Linked DNA regions of Mus musculus: region 2 is linked to region 1. Evidence: chromatin contacts called from public Hi-C data. All regions are on one chromosome and are shown on one strand. The core of a region is the stretch at or near the end of the contact, and the rest is flanking DNA. Distances in the headings are between cores, read along the strand shown.

What was found. A called contact is a pair of places that touch in the nucleus more often than the background predicts.
Region 2: a Hi-C map of liver shows a contact between it and region 1, with 2.6 times the contacts expected there. The contact joins two enhancer-like sites. A contact is called at or near these places in 1 of 39 promoter capture datasets (pre-B cells), 1 of 484 Hi-C or Micro-C datasets (liver), 1 of 115 datasets of contacts at active chromatin or transcription factors (epiblast stem cells) and 1 of 9 other capture datasets (embryonic stem cells).

Annotation. Positions count from the first base shown.
Region 1 is chr14:60,652,862-60,659,640 of GRCm38.p6, forward strand. The region is part of intron 1 of Spata13 (spermatogenesis associated 13); the gene reads left to right. Among named protein-coding and RNA genes, the nearest start is that of Spata13, 22 kb to the left of the region's middle. Within about 2 kb of position 4,035, at least 71 of the 459 cell types and tissues checked have an H3K27ac peak or open chromatin away from gene starts, as enhancers often do. A contact at or near this core is called in liver, where this site is marked.
Region 2 is chr14:61,121,746-61,128,524 of GRCm38.p6, forward strand. No RefSeq gene overlaps it. Among named protein-coding and RNA genes, the nearest start is that of Sacs, 13 kb to the right of the region's middle. Within about 2 kb of position 3,151, at least 4 of the 459 cell types and tissues checked have an H3K27ac peak or open chromatin away from gene starts, as enhancers often do. A contact at or near this core is called in liver, where this site is marked.

The DNA of each region.
Region 1 (6,779 bases), core at 2,785-5,284:
GTCCTAGGGGAGTGTGCATGTTTAGAGACGGATTCCATCAGCTGGAGTACCTTTCCCGTCTGCTCCTTTGTTTATTGGGTGTTTCTGTCATGGATAGGAGTTTAATTTTTAAAGTGAAATAACCATATCACTGCTTTCATTAATAGTGATAATATATTCCATTAAGGATTTTTTCCTTTATATACACATATGTTCTTAAAATATCTTTGTTAATTCGTACAATGTATTTTGATCACATTCACTACCTTCTTCCAATGTAAGGGATTTTAAAGTATATTCAAGACGCTCTTATTTCACAAATCCCGTCTGTCACGGTCTATAATCATCTTTCTGGTTCATGGATTTGGCTGGCTAGTGTTTTTATGACTTTGGTTTCTAAAGTCATAAGGATGATTGGCCTCTGGTTGTTGGGGTTGGCTGTTCGAGACACTGAGGGTGTCAGCAGGCTGAACTTGAACTTGTGACGTTCATGCTTTAGCTTCCTGAACAGTGGGATCCAGGTGTGGCTCACCTTGCCCCAGCTGCTGCGTTTTCAGCTTGGGTAGTGTCTTTCCCTGCTTTTGTTGTCAGGGTATGCATATGAATACAGATCTGAAGAGCAGATGTCCATGACTTGTGCATATGGATATGCATACCATGACTGTTATTTTAAACATGTGCCTAAGTATAGTGGAGAGTGGGACAGGAGGCAGCGTCCTGGGATCCAACTCTGGCTGTTTGGAAATGAGCTGAGTGCTCTGTTCTGAGGCCTTTTTGTCGTCCCCCCCCCATATAATATAGGGTTAGTTTAAGCCAAGGAATAAAAGTATAGATTATTTGGTACAATACCTTGTACTAGCAGACACTTTGTAAATGATGACTTATAGGGATATCTTCAACTCCTCAGTGAATCTAATATTAGCCACACCCTGTTAATCTGTTTATTATCTACCATGTTCTGGTGTTAATTTGAACCAATAAGTGACTATTTCAGTGAATTTTTAGGTTTTGCTTATGGATGAGTAGCCGAAAGCTCCCCTTATTCGGGTTTTTTGTTTTTTTGGTTTTTGTTTTTGTTTTTTGTTTTTTTGTTTTTTTTGCAAAGGAACATCCTTCCTCCTTTTAAATTCTGTGGATATCTTTGGAAGCTGTTGTTAAAACCATGGTTTTCCCTTGGCCAATAGGAATTAAGAGTCTGAAACAGTCCTCTGGAACTGCAGTGTACACAGGTTCTCACGCTCAGCTGCGGGACACTATCTGCCCCCCTCCTCATCTGTCTCCTGGAGATAAGTCCAAGCCTCTTAGCATCCTTCTGAGAACCCAGAGAGACTCAGGTGACAGGCCTTCAACACAGCACACGGCCTGGCAGGGCTGATAAGGAGGAGCAGTGGGTGTGTCCTTCATCTTTCCCATCCCCAGGGCGGCAAACAGTATTTGATATGTAAGAAATGTTGGAACAAGAGCCAGTAAGGTGGCTCAGTAGGTAATGGCACTTGCCATCCAGTGTGACAACCGGAGTTTGATCCTCAGAACCCATATACTCCTGCAGGTTGACATCTGACGGCCACATGTGCCCCTGTGGCACAGACATACAAGTGTGCATACAGGAATAAGTTAAAAAAAAATACAGTAATAATTAAAAAAAAAAGAATAAAAGGTCTTCCTGGGGGGTGGTGTTCTGTTTAGCTTTTATAGGGCTTAGAATTGAACTTAGGGCTTCGGGATACCAGGATGGGCTCTGGCACCGAACTTTCCCAGCCCAGAGTGAAATGTTCTGTTGGCAAATTGTTTGTAAGAAAATTCCTGTTTTTCCTTCGCTTGGAAGGCAGCCCACCTATGTGAGATCAGTGTAGAACTAGCCCGAGACTATGAACACGGGAAGAGCGCTTTCCCAGGAGCCTCCATTGATACTCAGGAAGAGTGGGTCTCCAGGCTGAGATCTGGATGTACGCCTGCTCGTTCCTGTGCCATTCCCAGTGGCTCTGCTAGGGTTAAAACTTGGAGCTGTGCAGATGGTATCGGTTTTGGGAAAACTCGCCGTGTTGCTCCACTTCATTACTCAGGACGGGTAAACAGAGCCGCTCCATTAAACCAGACCCGTGAGCCAGGGTCACTCTTGCAGGGACACAGGGGCAGTGGTGCCCACACTAGATGAGCGGCACACAGGTCTCTAGTACTTTTTATTTATTTATTTATTTATTTATTTATTTATTTTATTTATTTATTTTTGCTGCATTTGGGTTCAGAGTGTATGAAGCATCTGTAGCAGACATCTAGTCACAGGTACATGCTCGTCACATCTCGTCATCTGTAGTAGACATCTATCTAGTCACAGGGAGCTTGGGTAGCCCGCTGGGAAAGCTGGAGAGATTCTGCTGTGGAGCTAACACAGGCACGCTGTTTCTGGTGCTGTGATTGTTAAGATTGCCAGGGCTCTACACCTTCCTAAGTGTAATCTTTTCACCTGTTTTTGCTCCATTTGCATATTTAGATGCTCTGTAGGAGGGCCCTGTTTTTTGGAGTACAGAATCTTATCAGTTGAACATGGATTCTTTTTCAGTCACAGACACATCAAATGTTCTGAGAACAAGATTGTTCTGGACAGTTGGCACTTTCCGTGATTTCCCCGTGGAAACTGCCCTCTCAGTCCACCAGGATCAGGTAGCAGAGCTAGTAGCTGCAGTCGAGAGCCTCATGGCTCCTTAAAGTTGACACACAAAAGAGCAGTGTCCTAATGTTGGAACTCTTGCTAAACAGTTTTCAAGGAGGCACAACTAAGGCTTTTTTTTTTTTAACTACCTCATAATCTTCTGTGCTGAAGTAGCAGCCTGCCTCGTTGGTGCATCCGGGCTATGAGAGGAAGACCCAGAGGTGGACTCATTTACGCTGGTGCCAGAAATACGGAAGGTATTCATTCTAATGCTGATTTACTATTTTCAAGAATAACGCCCAGAAGTGTCCTGAGACATGGTGGTGGTGGTGGCGGCGGCGGCGTTGTTTTAGCTCTTAAACACATGCAGTAATCCGATCTGACATTGTTATTCCCAGGGAAATGGAAGCAAGCAGAGGGTTCAAGGGCACCCAGAAAAGCCTTTGGCTGTTGTGAGGGCTAATGGGGGAGTAAGCGTGTAGTCAGAGTGGTGTGGCGGAGGGGTGTGGCGGCCTCAGTGCTGACCGAGAGTGAGTTATTTTGTGAACTCCTCGTTAAAGCCATGTGGAGTGTTCTCTGGGAACCACTCGAGATACTCTTCCAACACAGCCAGATCCCTTTGCTGTGTCCCTGCAACTCTGGGCCTAAGCTTCGCTGAGTGGGTGGAGTTTGGACCAAACTGTTGGCACAGGACCATCTCATTGCCAGCAAACAACTGCACATGCGTGGGAAGCGTGGACGGCACAGATGGAGTCTCCTGAACACCAGGATTGTCGATGGGTTTTGTTGATTTGTTTTTTTGGCAGTTAATGCCAGTTTTGGTTTCCCTAGAGTGTATGTTTAAACTGTTGGTTTCCCCTCTCTCTCTCTGATGTGTGGATGTTGTTATATATTAACTTAATGCCAGGCAGCAGCACAGACTTCCAAAACATACTGGTGGATTTTGTGTTCAGAGCAGGACAAAGTTCAAATCCCTGTTAATTTCATGGTCTGGACTCCCCAGCCTAGCGATTGGCCCACAAATGAAGCCATACCTACTGTAGTCGGCATCATGAAGAACCTAAAGTGTAGAATGGTCCCAGCTTGTTGCTGGCTTGTTTTGTTTTGTTGAAATGTTCAAGACAGGAATTTTCTCTGTGTAGCCCTGGCTGTCCTGGATCTCACTCTGTAGATCAGGCTGGCTTCAAATTCAGCGATCCGTCTTCCTTTTCTTCTGCCTCCAGAGTCCTGGAGTTAAAGGTGTGTGCCACCATTGCCCGCCTTTAGTCCCAGTTTGTTGCTTTTAAATAATATTGTTCATTAGTTATGTTCAGGGAAGTCAGATAGGAGAATGGATCTGGAGTGAGTATTGTTCTGAGTCTAGAGTCCACTGGCCGACCTAGAAGACCACCCCTGCTTGGCTATTTCGGTGCCCGAGCAGATGCCATGGTCATCTGTGAAGGTCGCTGAAGTCATCCAGAGCAGGACCCAGATAAGCCTGCGGTTTCTGTTGTGCTTCTCCGGGGGACCTGCTTCAGAAGTGTGTTTATTGCCAGTTTGGGATCCCTCCACCTCGTGGGTTTTCGGAGAAGCCTTTTCCTAATAACTCTGACGCGCAACCCTGAAACCCTTGTGGAGCTGAGCAGATGACACTTTTGCCACCAAAGGCCTTGCAGTAAATGCTTTGTTCCTGCGCAGGAAAGACACCCAGGGACGTTTATTGCTGGCTGTATGGAAGGTTTTCTTCACGAAGGATTTTATTTATTAGCAAAATACTGCTGTGAGCATGATTCTTAAGGGCCGGTAATTTAGATTCTGCTGGCTCAAGGCTGTAATTTTTTTTTTCTAAAGCTATCTGGAGATCCATTCACTAAGAAATAAGCTTTTGCTGAAAATTAGGGATTGAGGCTTGAAAGAGCTGAATGAAGTTATGACTTTTGTATTACCCCTGGAAGTAATTGCTCCTTTAACTCAAAATCCATTAGTAGCCTGGTATAAGTTTTTTGACATCATGATTATTAATGTCTTTTAACAAGGTCTCATTTCAGTAACCTTAAGCAAATCACTGATTTTAATATAACAGGCATGGTATTTTAGAAATCAAAGGATACATTTATTGAAGGTATCCAACTGCTTTGATTTAACTTAGAATATATATGCATAAGTAAGAGTTCTCTTTCATGACCCATGTATTAGTCAGAGTTCCCCACCAAAACTAGTCTGTAGGTTGTATGCGTGTGGGCAGATAGTGTGTATCCTTATCTGGGATTTTTAAAGTGTTGGAATATTTTCATAAACATGAGATAGGCTGTGGAGAGGGAACTCAAGTCAGAACACAGTTCAGTTATATTTGAAAGATACAACATTTGGCCCCAAGGAAATGCCATATAAGCATTTTAATAATTTGGCCTATGATGCAAGTCTGTGATGCAGAATCCTTACCCGAGCTGTGTATTAGCTTCTCCATTATCCCAATAAAAACGACTGAGGCAGACTACTTGCAAAGAAAAAGGAATTTAGTTAGCTGACAGTTTGGGAGGCTGGAGGTCCAGACAGCATAGGGCCTCTGGTGAGGAGTCATGGGCTGATTCACCTCATCAGTGGATTGCAGTGAGGGAAGCCAGGGAGACTGGGTGGGGCCAGGCCCAGACTTTTGTAACATCTCTGTCAAGAGAACTGGTCAGGCTCTGGTAAAGGGTAGCTTAAGCCAGTAGTTCTCACCCAGTTGGTGGAATCTCCTCTGGGGTCAAATGACCCACTCACAGGGCTGGAATATCAGCTATCCTGCATATCAGATAATTACATTACATTTCATAATAATAGCAAAGTTATAGTTATGAAGTAGCAACAAAAATATTTTTCTGGTCGGGGGTCACGCCAACATGAGGGTCTCGGCGCAAGGAAGGTTGAGAATCGCTGCCTTAAGCCCTCCTAAGGGCGCACTTCCTAATGGCCTTAGAACTTGCATTAGCCTCCTCCACACCCCAACACTTCCAGTCCCCTTACTCTGGGATCAAGTTTCCAACAAATGGGGAGCACTTATACAAACTGTATGAGGAAGCAACTATCTAAACTATAGTGTGATGCAGATCTGTGCTCAAAAAGTTTCTTTTAGGGACTGCTTGCCCCCTCCCCTCTCTCTTGTTCTTGCTCTTGCCTTCCTGCTCCCACTCTCTCCCCATCCCCTTCCCCTGCCATGTGCTCGCTCGCTCTCTCTTCTCTTCCTCCCCCCTCTTTCTCTGCCTCTACTACCCTCTTGACTCCCCTCCCCATGTCCTGAATAAAAACTCTATTCTATACTAAAAACAAAATTCAGCAAGGTGTGTGGTAGTGGGGGGGGGGGATGTCAAGAGACAGAGACGGGGGTGGGGGAAGGCAGAGACAGAGAGAGAAAGAAATGCTGCTCAGCTTTGAAAAGTAACCTTGTGATTAGGACCCCCACAAGCCTAGAGCCAGCAGGGTGGATCAGTAGACTGGGGTTCCTGGCTGGAACTGATGTCTGAGTCTGGACACCAGTGATAATATCTTAGGGTTTCTATGGCTGCAGTAGACCACCGTAACTAAAAACGAGTTGGTGAGGAAGGGGTTTCTTTGGCTTACACTTCCATATCTCTGTTCATCAATGAAGGAAGTCAGGACAGGAACTCAAACAAGGCAGGAACCGGGAGGCAGGAGCTGATGCAGAGATTATGGAGGGATGGGCTTGCTCCCCAAGGCTTGCTCAGCCTGCTTTCTTTTGGAAGCAGGGCCACCAGCCGAGGGATAGCTCCACCCACAGTGGCTTGGGCCCTCCTCCATCAATAAAGAAAAGGCCTCCTACAGCTGGATCTTACAGACATTTTCATAAATAAGGGTCTCTCTTCTGACATGGCTTTAGCTTATATCAAGTTGACATAAAACTAGCCAGGACAAGTAGTCCCAGGCTGGATTCCCTGTGCTGAAGACGCCCGTGGTTCCTCTTCAGTCCTCTCTCTGATTGGATGAGGCCCACCACACCATGAAGGATAGATAACCAATTCTCAGAGTCTACTTACTGATACTCACATCTTAATGTGTTCTCACAGGGACATCTAGGCTGGCATTGGACCAAACGAATTGGCACCCTGGCCTAGCCAAGCTGACACATAAATGTTACCCTTTGCTACGAGATGAGAAAATGTAGACGTTGCAC
Region 2 (6,779 bases), core at 1,901-4,400, 470 kb after region 1:
GGTCAGGCCAGCTTTTCTGTTTCCGTGATGCTGTCTCAGGTCCTGCGTGATTGGATTGGAACAGAAGTTGTGTTCCACTCACTGGCAGTCCAAAGATCATGGGGAGAGTCCTCTAGGGGACCTTGGGGATGTCTGCTGACTCCACATCCAAGGTGACCCGGTGCTGGTGCTGCTCCCCCCTTTTCTTTCCAGGAGTTTGCATGAGTCTTTGTTTTTGATCTATCATTGTACAGACCAGATGATGTCTTATAAGGTCTGCTTTCTGTTGCTATAAGAACATCCCTGAGACTTGGTAATCAGGGCTTATCTGATTCTGTGTCTGAAGGCTAGGAAGTTCAAGAGCTCAGCAAGCCTGTTCTCGGCATCAAATGAGAACCTGGTGCTACATTGTGACTTGATGAATGAGTCTTCCAGGGAAGGCAATGTCTCATCAACCATCAATCGGGACACTGAGCATACAGCCAGCCTACATCCTCTGCCCTAATACGGCTGGTAAGCCTGCATGCAAGACATGTATTTCGAGGTATATCCATACCCACCTTTGGCCACACCACCCCTGCCACTTCAGTGAGCACCACCAGAGAAGTCTCTCACTGGGAACTTCTTTGACATCCACCCAAGACTTCACTGGGATCCACCCACAGCCTTGTGACTTTCCTGTGGAGCAGAATTCAAGATCCCAGCGCCTGGACAGACACTATGGGCTCAAATGTATCCCACTCAACAGAAATAGCTGGTGTCTTGTCACACTTCTCTGACTTCAGGAGTCAGCACAGCGGCCATGAAGCGAGGCCATTTTGCACAGTCGGTTAACTGGGCCTGGGAGACTGGGAATTTTCAGCCAGGTGCTACCAACATGCCACTACCACACAGACAATTCAGTCATTTTTTTTTCCATACTTGACTCAAGGGTAACAGGTGGGGATCAGACATGGGGCACCTCTTGGATGTACAATCTGGGAGAGGCAGGCATGGTCTGTGGAGAGGCCACATCCTTTGTACGGGTGGAGCCCCTATTCCCATGCAGTACACATTGGCAACCCAGGGTCCCAGCACGCATGCTCAGCTGACAGGGCGGTCATGTTCTTGGCCATGTTATGCACTTGCATCTCTCATGTATTTGACAAGCTCTGGCTTGGGCTTGACTTAAGGGATGAGGATGTTAAGAGACCCTCAAGCAAGAGCGGAGGTTCGGACACCTACAAGGAAGAAGTAGGAGAAGCATGACAAGACAGCACTAAGATACCAGCTATTTCTGTTGAGTGGGGTACATTTTAGCCCATAGTGTCTGTCTAGGAGTTGGTATCTTAAATTCTGCTCCACAGGAAAGTCATGAGGCTGTGGACAGACTCCAGTGAAGTCTTGCGTAGATGTCGAAGAAGTTCTCTTAGGTGAACATAGGATCTTGTTGGTTGATTCTGCTCTAAATTTTGATAATAACAGTTTAAGACTCAATTTTACCTAATTACTGGCCATTTATTTCTCTTCCCACTGTTAAGATTTTCAGCCTTTTTAAAATTTTTGAATTAATATTAATTTTTATTTATATGAGTACACTGTAGCTGTCTTCAGACACACCAGAAGAGGGCATCAGATCTCATTACAGATGGTTGTGAGCTACCATGTGGTTGCTGGGAGTTGAACTCAGGACCTCTGGAAAAGCAGTCAGTGCTCTTAACTGCTGAGTCATCTCTCCAGGTCCTTCTGTCTCTCTTTCTACTACTATTTTATTCTTATAGACTTGTAATTTTTATAAGTAATAATTTATTTACTACATGTCACAAATACTGTCTCGGAATGCTTCTTACACTTTAAGGTCGTGTGCACATGACGTCGTCAGTCAGAGTGTCTCTAGTATACTGTTCTCCACACGTACTCTTCTGGTGCATTGTATTATATTGTATTTTACTTCATCATATTTTATATACTTTTCTATTTATAGTTTGAATTTAATTTTCTTTTTTTTTTTTTTTATAGTTGTTTCTTTTTTTTTTTTTTTTTTTTTTTTTTTTTTAAGATTTATTTATTTATTATATGTAAGTACACTGTAGCTGCCCTCAGACACTCCAGAAGAGGGAGTCAGATCTCGTTACGGATGGTTGTAAGCCACCATGTGGTTGCTGGGATTTGAACTCCTGACCTTCGGAAGAGCAGTCGGGTGCTCTTACCTACTGAGCCATCTCACCAGCCCCGAATTTAATTTTCTATCCCTCTCTTTATCCACTCTTGTTTGACAATGCAAGTTAAAGTACTTTGCATTTTGTTTTTTCTGTGATTTCTGGGTTTCACATTATGAGATAGCTCAATGGGTTAAGGTGTTTGACACCAAGCCTGATACCCTGCGTTGGATCCCAGGAAGCCACTGGGCACGTGAAGAGAACTGATTGAAAAGTTGTCCTCTTATCTCTCCATGGGTACTGTGGCACAAATGTACACCTCTTAAATGAATGAATGAATGAATGAATGAATGTAGAAAAATAGAAAAGCAATGAATAATTTCATCTATTCAAAGCTCACACTCAAAGAATATGAATATTTTCAACTATTTAGTACAATTATTTTAAAGGATATAAAAGCATTGTGTGCAGGGCGTCACACTGAATTAAAAGATGATATACTGCTCTCCATGTGATATAAAATAATCCATGTAAGTGCCTGAAACTATGGCTTTTCAGTAATTAATCACATGCTGGAAAGTTCCTTGCAGAATGCACCCAACTTTGGAATCTGAAAAAAAAAAAATGACCTGTGCCCAGATTTCCCGACACACACTCATTTAAATGGCCATTCATTAAACTAGCTGAAGTATTCAAACTTACTCCCCGCCAGAATCAGAGGGCATGAGAGGAGGTGGCTACAGAGTGACTCCTTTTGTGTTACTGTACACATAGCTTTCATACGACTGTTGAAGGTTTTCTGAAAGACAGCTTTAAATCTCTGTTCAAGTTGGATCTTGGTACCAGTCTAGACTCAAGGCAACCTCGTGAGATGTCGCCTTCCCACCCTGATGTGTCAAACACATGCTCTCTTCACCAGGCACCTTCGGCTGCTTTTGAACAAGATTGCTTTCCTGAGTGTTGGGTCCAAAGCTGTCCCCAAAATCGCAACGCTTGTGCCAATGTCCTAAGTAGAAGGACTTTGGCCAGGCAAACAGAAAGATTGTTATTGGGTAACCGAGGCCTGAAGACTGAGTTCTGTTTACCAGGAGCCTCCCTCAAAACACCAGGAACCTCTCTTGATCCGCCATAAAGGTCAACTACCTAGGGAAAGGTCACCTAGTTCTGGGTCAACCTAAACACCCCTTATCCTGCTGACTGTCCTATAAAGCCTGCTTGCTTTCCTGCCATTTCATCTTCTCTTTGTCCCTAACCTCCAGACAGCCTTTGCATTTGACCCTCCCAGTATACCTTCCTTTCTACCCATGGAGTGGTCCCGTTTGGTAGTTTTACTGTGCCCCCACATTGTTAAGCACAGGCAGGTTCTGATGGCAAGAGAGCCTGGCACTCTGCTTTTAGATTCTCATTGCCATCGGAAGGGTAGGCATTGTTGCAATCGTTGGTTTGTAGGTGAGGAAACAGAATTACAGGGCTTAAGGTGGGTCTGGTGAGCAACTCTGCAGCAGAGCACGTGTCTGGCCTGAATTCCATTCCCAGCAAAGCACACACTAGCGCATACACACGTGCACGAGCATGCACACCCTGTCCAGGGTTCCCCAGCTGGGCAGGCACCCTGGGGCTGACCATCTTGGTCTGCACTCTTTCTTGCTCTATCACAGCTCCTCAGGACCTGCCTTGCCAGTATTTTGCAGTGTTACAAGTCCCATAGTTGAGACTAGTTCTAAATTTAGAATCAAAAGGACAAGAGTGGTTTCCAAAATTGGAGATGAGTTTTCTATCCAGCTAAATTCTTGAATTGTCTTTCAAGGAGCTGGCCCTTCTGCTCCGAGGATGCCCTGCACTGACTTTCCATGGCCCCAGCTGGCTTGAAGAGAAGACCTTGGGATAAGTAATGACCTTGACATGCAGAATAAAATAACAAGAGGTCAAAGAAGAATTCACTTCATAGGCACCAAGCACAGCCTGGCCAGTTATGGCGAGGATCTCCAAGCAGGATCCAGCAAGCTCACACAACACAGGGCAAGGATATCAATCAATCTCATTCTATTCCCAAGGAGAGGGAGAGACACAGCTACAGGCTGATCTGGGAGTTTTACAAACTTTAGATGACTTTGAAAGTTGGGGTTTTTGTTTTGTTTTTCTTTTTGTTTTTTAATCACATTTCACCACATGAGAAATACAGCTCAGAGATTTAAAGCCAGTGGGCCTCAGGCATAAAGGACCGATGCTGGAGACAGTCACACCCAGCTATCTCCAAATCCTCTGCTCCCTGTATGCCACACCAACTGATTTTTGGTGATCGTGATACTCCACTAACATTTGAGAAATGTATTTTTCAGATCTGCTATAATTGTCTATGATTTAGTCTGCTAACTAAAAACATGAATTTTAAAAAAGGCACAAGGGGCCACCAAGGCGGCTCAGGGGGTAAAGGAGCTTGCTGCTCAAGTCCGAGTTCAGTGTGGAGGAAAGGTGGAAGGAGAGAGCCCACTCCACAAAGTTGTTCCATGGCCTCCACAGGCGCACTGTGGCACAGCCCCACCCGCAGCATAGCATACACAGGCGCATCGATAGTAAAATGTACAGACAACACGGAAGCAGTGACACTTGTTACCTCGGACTCATGCAACATCTGCTGCTTTCCCGTTCATGGGAAAAGTTCACCCAAACTAAAATTGTAGTTACAGAAAGGAACCCCTTACGCAAGTTTATAAACTTTCTGATGTTTTTCATTTTTAGATTGCACTTTCCCCAAAAGTTACGAAAAATATAAGGAAATGTACAGAGCTTGGGGTAAGACGATTTCCATTAAACTTGTTCTGGGATTTATGATGTATGCTCACTATCATTGAAATAAACGGTTGTAATGATGCAACAAAATGGGGTGGTTTTTGCCTAACGGAGATGGATGTGTCAAAGGACACATTATATCTACCAGGCTGAGACACTGCCGAAAGGAAGATGCCCACAACAGTTCCTATTACTCATACCTATTATACCTAATGATCTGGCAGAAGGACTGATTCCATATCAGCTGTTGCCTCTGATACTATATCTAGGCAGTTACAGAATTCTGCCAAAGCCCCGCCTACTCAGTAGCTTAAAAGGGAATTGAGTAGGTTCAGTATTAATAGCTAATCTTTACCCACCCTCAGGGTGGGTCTTCCCTGCTCAGTGACAAGCTTTTGGAAACTCCCTCAGAGAGACACTGAATGGTGTGTTTCTGAAGCCTGTCAGTTAGGATAAAATAAGGACATGCAAAATTCTAGAAATACGATTTCAGAAATAACAAGCCCAACAACCGTCTCAATATTGGTGCTGAAAAATAAATTGTATGTTTGGTGCTTTAAGTAAAGGTTGTAATGGAGATAGATGCCTTGCCACAGACCCTTGTGTCTGCAGAGGCTCAAAGTCTCTCCTATAAAATGGCTGAAGCTGCAAAATAGTTTGGCCATTTTCAAGGTAAATTTTCACCCTGTGAAGGGACCACTCAGAGATACACAGGTTCCTGGGCTGAGAAGCTCCACACATCCAGATTAATTGCTCTCTGACCCCAGACAACAGGCTCATCCCTAAGAAGATAGAGTTTCCACCTCCCATGGAAAGGGATATCTGTGCAGCCCACATTCCTGCTTTGACTTGGCCTAGCCCCCTAAGGAATCCCTGTGCTCGCTCAGGGATATCTGCAGCTGCCAGTTGTTACACAACCTGACTGAGCTTGTGTCTGATCATCTGATCAGTTAGAGAGCAGACACAGCCGGGCGTGGTGGTGCACGCCTTTAATCCCAGCACTCGGGAGGCAGAGGCAGAGGCAGGCAGATTTCTGAGTTCGAGGCCAGCCTGGTCTACAGAGTGAGTTCCAGGACAGCCAGGGCTATACAGAGAAACCCTGTCTCAAAACAAAAACAAAAAACAAAAACAAACAAACAAAAAGAACAGACACTGTGCAGGCGGCACAGAGACTCCTCACACCAGAACTTCAGCGGCTTGTGTTTTCTGCTAGTTGCTTCAGGTGACCCCTGGGGAGACACTGGAGTCAACTGAACACCTCTCTTCTCAGTCCTGTTGTGGTGGCTAATCTTTATTATTATCTTGACGGAGAACTGAATTGTGCTGCAAACTCCTATTGCTGTGACAGAGCCACCTCAGCCTCTCGCTTCCTGCCATATTGGACTCTGAAATCACACACTGAGATTCATCACTTTTCCTTTAAGTTGCCTCTGTCAGGTATTTTATCAGTCATGAGAAAAGCCAATACACTGTAAGTGTCTGTTGCGCTGTCTTGCTTGAGGAGTATGGATAAGAAGAAAGGAACCGTGTATATGTTCTCTGTGTAATGTTCACTGTGGATACAATCATTGTGTCCGTGTTCACTGTGTATCTGTCCGTGCACACCACCTACATGTTTATTGTGACATGTTCAGAATAGACTGACTCCCCCCCCCCACCCTCCCCCTGTATATATTTCTGGTCCGTTCTGAAGTTGATTGACTTCACTAATGTGGAACCCACAGATATAGAGGGTCAATGACAGGTACACTGTTTAAAGGTATAACATTACAAAACAAAACAAAACTAGCACACTCATAAACCTCATGGGCAGTTAAAAACCATGGTGGCCAGTAATTCACACCAGCTTGTCAAAGTTTTACTCAAATGACA